Linked DNA regions of Sus scrofa: region 2 is linked to region 1. A link is a contact called in public HiChIP or PLAC-seq data. All regions are on one chromosome and are shown on one strand. The core of a region is the stretch at or near the end of the contact, and the rest is flanking DNA. Distances in the headings are between cores, read along the strand shown.

Evidence for each region. HiChIP or PLAC-seq counts read pairs in DNA pulled down with a chosen protein or histone mark.
Region 2: a contact with region 1 is called in an H3K27ac HiChIP or PLAC-seq map of alveolar macrophages. The contact joins two enhancer-like sites. A contact is called at or near these places in 1 of 47 Hi-C or Micro-C datasets (brain) and 1 of 2 datasets of contacts at active chromatin or transcription factors (alveolar macrophages).

Annotation. Positions count from the first base shown.
Region 1 is chr16:24,619,801-24,623,757 of Sscrofa11.1, reverse strand. All of the region lies in intron 2 of DAB2 (disabled homolog 2), which reads left to right. Among named protein-coding and RNA genes, the nearest start is that of C9, 46 kb to the right of the region's middle. Within about 2 kb of position 2,322, at least 4 of the 83 cell types and tissues checked have an H3K27ac peak or open chromatin away from gene starts, as enhancers often do. A contact at or near this core is called in alveolar macrophages, where this site is marked.
Region 2 is chr16:24,753,373-24,757,329 of Sscrofa11.1, reverse strand. All of the region lies in intron 1 of DAB2 (disabled homolog 2), which reads left to right. The region is part of intron 2 of LOC102163534 (a long non-coding RNA gene); the gene reads right to left. Among named protein-coding and RNA genes, the nearest start is that of DAB2, 22 kb to the left of the region's middle. Within about 2 kb of position 1,894, at least 25 of the 83 cell types and tissues checked have an H3K27ac peak or open chromatin away from gene starts, as enhancers often do. A contact at or near this core is called in alveolar macrophages, where this site is marked.

The DNA.
Region 1 (3,957 bases), core at 1,073-3,572:
AGACTGCATACATGACACATAGCGTCCATGAAACCTAGCCTTGATTTAACCATAACTACCATTGGTTGAGCATTTTCTAAATGCGAGGCACTGAGGCCTCTACCTAAGTTCTCATTGTTGATTTCCTCTAACAACTATGCAAACTATATTCCCATTTTGCAGGTGAGAGAAATGAATATTAGGTGAGTTGCCTCAAGCTACAGAGCTAGAAAGTAGTGACAATGTGTAAGACTTCCAAGCCTTAACGCTGAGCTGCTGTACTATCTCATCTCTACCCAAAATTAACTGTATGGTGGGAGTTCCCTTTGTGGCACAGTAGTTAACGAGCCTGACTAGGATCCATGAGGATGAGGGTTTGATCCGTGGCCTCACTCAGTGGGTTAAGGATCCTGCATTGCCATGAGCTGTGGTGTAGGTCCGATCCTGCATGGCTGTGGCCGTGGCATAGGCCAGCAGCTGTAGCTCCGATTTGACCCCAGCTTAGGAACCTTCATATGCCACAGGTGTGGCCCTAAAAAAAAAAAAAAAAAAAGAAAGAAAGAAAGAAAAGAAAAACAGTTAACTATATGGGGAATTCTTAACTCTGGTCTGACTTGGTTCCAAACATAGGGGAAAGTTTTCTGGTTCAGAGCTTTACAGGTCCTGTAAGTCCTGTAGCATCCTTCCCAGGGGTTAAAAGCAATGGTATGTGCTCTCTGTAAATGCATAACTAGGGTATACCTCCTTGAACCAGGCATGTTTTGTTCCTGAGGCCCCTACGGCAGTGTCAGCATTTATAAGAAAATCTCCTAAGGACTTCTTTTCAGTGTGTATTAACATAGCCTCATTTCCCCAGTTAAATAGGTGGCAAAAATCTTACTGTCTACTCAGCTTGGCCTTTGCAAATAGAATAAGCCTTTGTAAAAAGTATAGGCATTTGAGCTAAGGAATTTAGGCTTTACATCAAATATCAGAAATTTGGCTGCATCATTTCTGGAAGCATCCCTTTTTCTCAAAAGGCTACTTTAAAGATAGTGGTGAAGGCTGTTTGCTGCCCTCTTGGACCCCAGGAGCTGCCTTAGAGGTTAATATTTCACATGTCCTAGTTCAGTACCCCAGCTGAGACAGGCATAAAGTTCCAAAGGACAAAGAAACACATTTCTGACCCATACAAAATGCTGGACACTTTAGCAAGGATATGTTGCTTTGTTCTGGATTCTCCTTAATTTCCTTTCCTGTGTTCAGTTTATGTAGTGCTTTCTGAAAAGCTAACTAGTATTTTTTTTAATTTAATGTATCTAATTATTTATTAAATTCTTTTAGGGCCGCACCCATGGCATATAGAGATTCTCAGGCTGGGGGTCGAATTGGAGCTACAGCCGATGGCCTACCCCACAGCCACAGCAATGCCAGATCCAAGCCACATCGGCGGCCTACACCACCTCTCACGGCAGCGCTGGATCCTTAACCCACTGAGTGAGGCCAGGGATCAAACCTGCGTCCTCATGGGTATTTGTCAGATTCGTTTCCACTGAGCCATGACAGGAACTCCACTAACTAGTATTTTAAAATCAGTAAGATTATGACTTTGAAAGTGGTTTATAAAATACAGGTTAAAATCACTGATATTAGGAAGGTCTCTTGTGGCATATAGGGTTAAGGATCGGGCAGAGTCACTGCAGCAGCTGGGGTCATTGCTATGGCGAGCGTTCGATCCCTGGCCCCCCAGGAATTGAACACATGCTTCAGACTTGGCCAAAAAAAAAAAAAAAAAAAAAACAATGGAATTAAAAAAAAAAAGAGCAGCAGCATATATAGTTGGAAAGGGAACACAGATCATGTTCAATAAACGCAGTGGCTTATTAGTGATTGATCTTGTGTTCCTGAGTACATTTTAATATTCATAAAATAGAGACACATTTATGTCATAGAACTTCCAGGATAAGCGTTTTAAGGGCTTGGTAGGTTAGGTGTTTGTCCCATTCCCCTTAACATTCCCCATCTGTGGAAGGGGGTTACAGTTAAAATGTTCTTAACATGAATGATTCCTTTTACCAGCTTTGAGACTGATCAAGAAAATCCCCCTCTGCTCAGCAAAACAGGGTAAAATAATAGACTGGGAGGGAGGTGGTAAACTCGTCATGGTATTGCTTTAGACCCCTGTAATCATTAATTCATATCATTGCTGATGTCAGTACTTTCCTACTGATGGAAGAGGTAAGTAGGAATAGGATGCACCAGCAAAATTTGTCCCTATGAAAATGTGTCCCTATTCTGAGTATTCCTGGATTTTAGTCCCTGCATGAATCACTTTAAGGGCTAAATAAACTACAGCACAGATTGTTTTCTACTGCAAAGGACATAGTCATCCTAAAATGACTCACAGTCTTCTGGTATACATTTCTCAGAGCCTTCTGAGAAACCAAAAAAAAAAAAAAAGTTGCAAAATCTCTCCTGGTCATCTGATTCTTGTGCCATGGAAAGGGGACATCATCCCCACATTCTTCCAGAGAGGTTGGTATTGAGTCCAAAATCCACGTTATGTATCTTCACTCAAATGAAGGTAATTTCATCGACTCAGCCTAGTTTCATCTACAACTTTCTATTGTATAATGGACTGTAAAAAGGAGTCAAGACTATACAATAATGTTCGATCCTCATCTGTTTCCAGATGTGTATTCTTATTTCTTTTCCAGCTTCCAAAGAAGGAAACAGCCCATTCCTAAAAGTAGAAAAACTAACCAGCTAGGTTTAGAGGGGAAGCTGCTCATGTGGCTTTTTGTATGGGTTTTTGAATGTTAATTAGTAATTCCTCTTTTATGATAACACCCCTTGTGTGTTTCCTGATTAATTTTTGGTCCTTGGTCCGAAGAGTCCCTGGACTAAACCCAGTAAATGAAAAAGACTATACTGGCTGGTTGTCCTGCACCCACTTGTTCCCCTTTATATGTATATATTTAAAACAAAACAAAACAAAAAACACCTTTTACCTTACTAAAGCTCTAAAACAGATCCCAGAGTTCCCGTTGTGGAGCAGTGGAAATGAACCCGACTAGGAACCATGAGGTTGCGGGTTCGATCCCTGGCCTCGCTCAGTGGGTTTAAGAATCCAGTGTTGCCATGAGCTATGGTGTAGGTCTCAGACACGGCTCGGATCCTGTGCTGCTGTGGCTGTAGTGTAGGCCGGCAGCTGCAGCTCCAATTAGACACCTAGTCTGGGAACCTCCATATCCCATGGGTGTGGCCCTAAAAAGACAAAAAATAAATAAAATAAAATAAATAAAATTAAATAAAATAAAACAGATCCCATATCTTGATGCAAACTAGACTTTCTTCGGTGATTCCCTAGTTTAAGAAAGCAGTCACAGAAAAGAGTAGGCATCTTTGGGTCCCCATGTCCTCTTTTCAGCCCAAAGTCTTTCCAAAAAATCAGCTCATTATAAAAGCTGCTAAAGATTTTGTGAGCTAGTTGACAATTCTGTAGCATTGTTGGAAGCATTATGCATTTGAATTTTAAACGTATTTAAGTTGATCATTCCAACAGAGGGACATAAGTCTGAAAGCAAGACTTCTTCTGTCCACCACATGTCAAATGATAACTGGGGCATTTGGGGATTCTGTGATGAGGGGTTTTCTCTTTAAACCTGGAGAAAAAGGTGAATGTATATCACTCTGGCACACGTGTAACTGGAGGTACACTTTTGTTAAAATTTTTCAATAAACTTTCAACATTCCTTTATAAAGGGATTTATCTTTTGAGTCTTGGAGCCTATGGGGAGAATCTACCTTCCAGTCATTTCAGGGAACTTAGATACCTTTTAGATTGTATGGCCTGTGATGAAGACCAGCCCTTGATTATTATAACCCAACCTATGCCTCCCTTTTCTTCAAGGAATATGCTAAAATACTAAAGGAACCTTTTCTCCCTATTTTTTTTTCTCCCTTGCCCCTTGTAACTGCTCACCCCAAACAGTGAAA
Region 2 (3,957 bases), core at 645-3,144, 130 kb before region 1:
TAGAAAGGGACCTTGATCTGACAAAAGATAAGAAGCGTTTTTCTATACATTTTTTTTTTCCTTCCATGACATACCTGTTGGTCTCCTTGATGATAGTTTTGCATAGCTCTTTTAGGTATATTTTCTTTTCTTCAGAACTTCAATTTAAATATTTCTTGGAGTTCCCGTTGTGGCTCAGTGGTTAACGAATCCAACTAGGAACCATGAGTTTGCAGGTTCGATCCCTGGCCTCGCCCAGTGGGTTAAGGATCTGGCATTGCGGTGAGCTGTGGTGTAGGTTGCAGACGTGGCTCGGATCTGGCATTGCTGTTGCTCTGGTGTAGGCCGGTGGCTACAGCTCTGATTAGACCCCTAGCCTGGGAACCTCCATATGCCATGGGTGCAGCCCTAGAAAATACAAAAAGACAAAAAAAAAAAATTAAATATTTCTTAACTTGGTCAAGAAATCTCCTACTCAACCTTTCAGAACTTTGTGAAGGGCACTAAATGCTTTTCCCAAAAAGTCCTTCTCATGTGTGAGCACCAGTTATACACCCATACCACCTAAAGGATTTTAAAGTGGGTACTCACTGAATTTGGAGTCAACATAGAAAGCTGGTAAAAAGAAAAAACCTTCCCCTTCCAAGATTTTTCTCCTTTTGAACTAAGCTTTAGGAGTTCCCATTGTGGCTCAGCAGAAACGATTATGACTAGCATTCATGAGGATGCAGGTTCTATCCCTGACCTCACTCAGTGCGCTGATGATCTGGCGTTGCTGTGGCTATGTTGTAGGTCACAGATGCAGCTCGGATCCCGCATTGTTGTTGGCTGTGGTGTAGGCCAGCAGCTACAGCTCTGATTTGACCCCTAGCCTGGGAACCTCCATATGCTGAGGGAGTGGCTGTAAAAAAAAGACAAACAAAGTAAAATAAGCTTCATACTTGGGACCCCAAGAATCTGGATGAAGAAAGAAAAAAGATCAAAATCACATTGTTCTAAATACATAGCTATTTGAAAATATGTAGAAAACCATGAAGAAATCCATGGAACTAGGAGCAAACTACAAGTGCATAGGAGGGGATTTGTCATGCACAAATTGTGGATCAGTCTCTATTGTCCCTGATGGCTCCAACCAGGGAATGTGTCTGTCCTCCTGTTGACATAGGGTGGGCCTAGAACAAAGAAAGTTGATGACATAAACATATCCTTTTCCCAGCACTTGAGTGTGTGTGATTTAACCTTTAACTCCTGCTTGTTGATGTAGGTGAGATGTCACATACTTTCAACTGTTTTAAACTGTTGGCAACTGTTTAAAGTGTTTTCATCACCCAGTCCACTAAGATGGAGTCAGGCTCAGTCTAACCCTTCATTGTAATTAAGCCGCCTCCCCCACCTTCTCTCTTTTCTCTTTGCCACTTCCTCCAGACCACAACAGGAAAGCAGCGACAAAGACCAGGGCTCAGCCTGGTAGTCACTGTAAATCTGCAGTTACTTCAAGTGTTGCTTCCTGTTTTTGAAAGAATACATTCCTAGCATGGAATAGAGACTGAGGTCTTGTGACCAACTGTGAACAAATGATTTAAATCATGACACAAAACAATAGGGAGTCCGTATCAAATACTGTAATCCCGTTTTCATCCTCCTTTAATTCTTCAGACTCAGAGATAAAGCCTCTTACTTCCTCTAGATCAAACCTGAGATGAAAAGACAAAACAGTGCCTTCTACCCAGCTCACACTTAAAGGAAATTCGTTCCACCTTTTCCTGAGGTAAAATCCATCTGTCTACTTTATTCAGGGCAGAAATTTTAAATGGACATATATCTGTTTAATGTTTAAGCAAAAAGTGTAAAATTCTTGCTAGTTTTGCCTTTGCAAGACAACGGTCCTTCTACCGTCAGAGGAGGGGGGCGTAAAAATTCTCAGCAGTGTAATTTCATATGTATTTTTTTCTTAATGGTCATTCTTGGTTTCCTTAGAGATAGGAGACAATTCTACTGTAAGAATTGACTCTTACGCCACCAGCAGAATGACAGTGCATAGAGAACACATACCTGGAAAAATGAACTTGGATAGACTAGACACTACCATCAGCATTTTCATCTTTTCAGTCTGAGCTTGCGCTCATTTCTTGGAAAGGAAATCTCTGTTTCATTAAAGAAAGTGGGTTATGCAAAAATAACAGTGGGAGGCAGTGGGGTGGAGGTAGGGTAGAGGAAGGTCACTGCATGACTCAGGGAAGCTTGTTTCTATAATTAATATCTTAAGCCATTTTACTTCATATTTAAAATAGAATTATATGGTCAGAAGGGGAAAAACCAACACACAGCTAAAATAGAGTTTAAAATCATACATATAGGATACTGATACTGTTACATAGCTAAAGTGGGATGTGTCAAAACTATACATGTATATGTACATCTGTATGTACAGACAGACCTACATATAATCACACATAGCTAAAGTAGGGTGTGTCTTTTATGTGTTTATTAAACATAGATTTTGTTGTTAAAATTTTTATTTTTTATTTATTTTTATCAAAGTATAGTTGATTTACAATATTTCAGGTGTTCAGCAAAGTGATTCAGTTATACATATACCCAGATATATCTACTCTTTTTGAGATTCTTTCCCTTATAGGTTATTGCAAAATATGGAGTATAGTTCTCTGTGCTATACAGTAGGTCCTTGTTGGTTATCTCTCTTACATACAGTAGTGTGTGTGTGTTAATCTCAATTTCCTAATTTATCCCTCCCCACCGTCTTTCCCCTTTGGTAACCATAACTTTGTTTTCTATGTCTCGTGAATCTATTTGTTTCTTTAAATAAGTTCATTTGTATCTTTATTAAAATGTAGATTCTTAAATCATCCATGCTAGATAATAAAAGACCATCTCAGCTGAACTGTCTACTGGGAAATGCATTAAAATCTTTCCACAAAAATGTTTAAAAACCATAGCTTGAATTCTTATTTCACCAGTCATTTAAAGCTGTCACATCCATTAATACACCTTGAAAGTGGTGGGAAAAGTCAGGCACTTTTGGAATCATGATACCTGTTTTAGGTACCATCTTTAATCACTCCTTGCATTAAATAATCCAGTCGCCCAGTGGATTAATTTTAAAGAGTTCATGTACAAGTCAGAAATGGCCTTGAGGATTACCACCTAAAAATATATCCCCTGACATAGAATATCCCATCTGTAGAGAACAAAACTTGGGAAATTGATGTTTTATGGTGCATGCTAATTAAACATTAGAAGCTCCAAATTCAGATTTAAGGCATTATCAAATTTCTTTTCTTTTTTTTGCGTAATAAAGTTTTATGGGAACATAGGTATGCAATCATTTACATATTATTAATGTCTACGTTTGTTAATGATTTCTAAATTACAAGTTAGAGAATGTGAAATTTTACATGATTCAGTCCGACACAGCAGTAATTATCCAGGGAACTACATACTTCTTGGCCTTCATATTTTGACTGACAAGTAGACAAGAAAGGGCAGAAACAAAGGGCAGAGGCAGATTAAGCTCTGCATGATATCAGAGCAGCCCATTAAAGTGACATAATTTAGTCCAAAGCTAATATCACTTGACAATTTAATGTTTTAAATAAAATTTGGTCAAGATGTTTTTGATATAAAGACAAAACCTGCAACACCTGAAACTGTATTTTGTTTGTAAAAAGTATTCCATTAACGTGATGTATGTTTTGTGGCATTTATGCACATCAAGGTATTAGGACAAGGCACAGGAGTTCCCATTGTAGCTCCACGGGTTGAGAACCTGACAGTGTCCATGAGGATGCAGGTTCAATCCCTGGTCTTGCTCAGTGGGTTAAGGATCCTGCATTGCCCCAAGCTGTGGCGTAGGTTGCAGCCATGGCTCCGTCTGGCACTGCTATGATTGTGGTGTAAGCCTGAACTGTAGCTTTGATTCAGTCCCTAGCCCAGGAACTTCCATCTGCCACAGGTGGG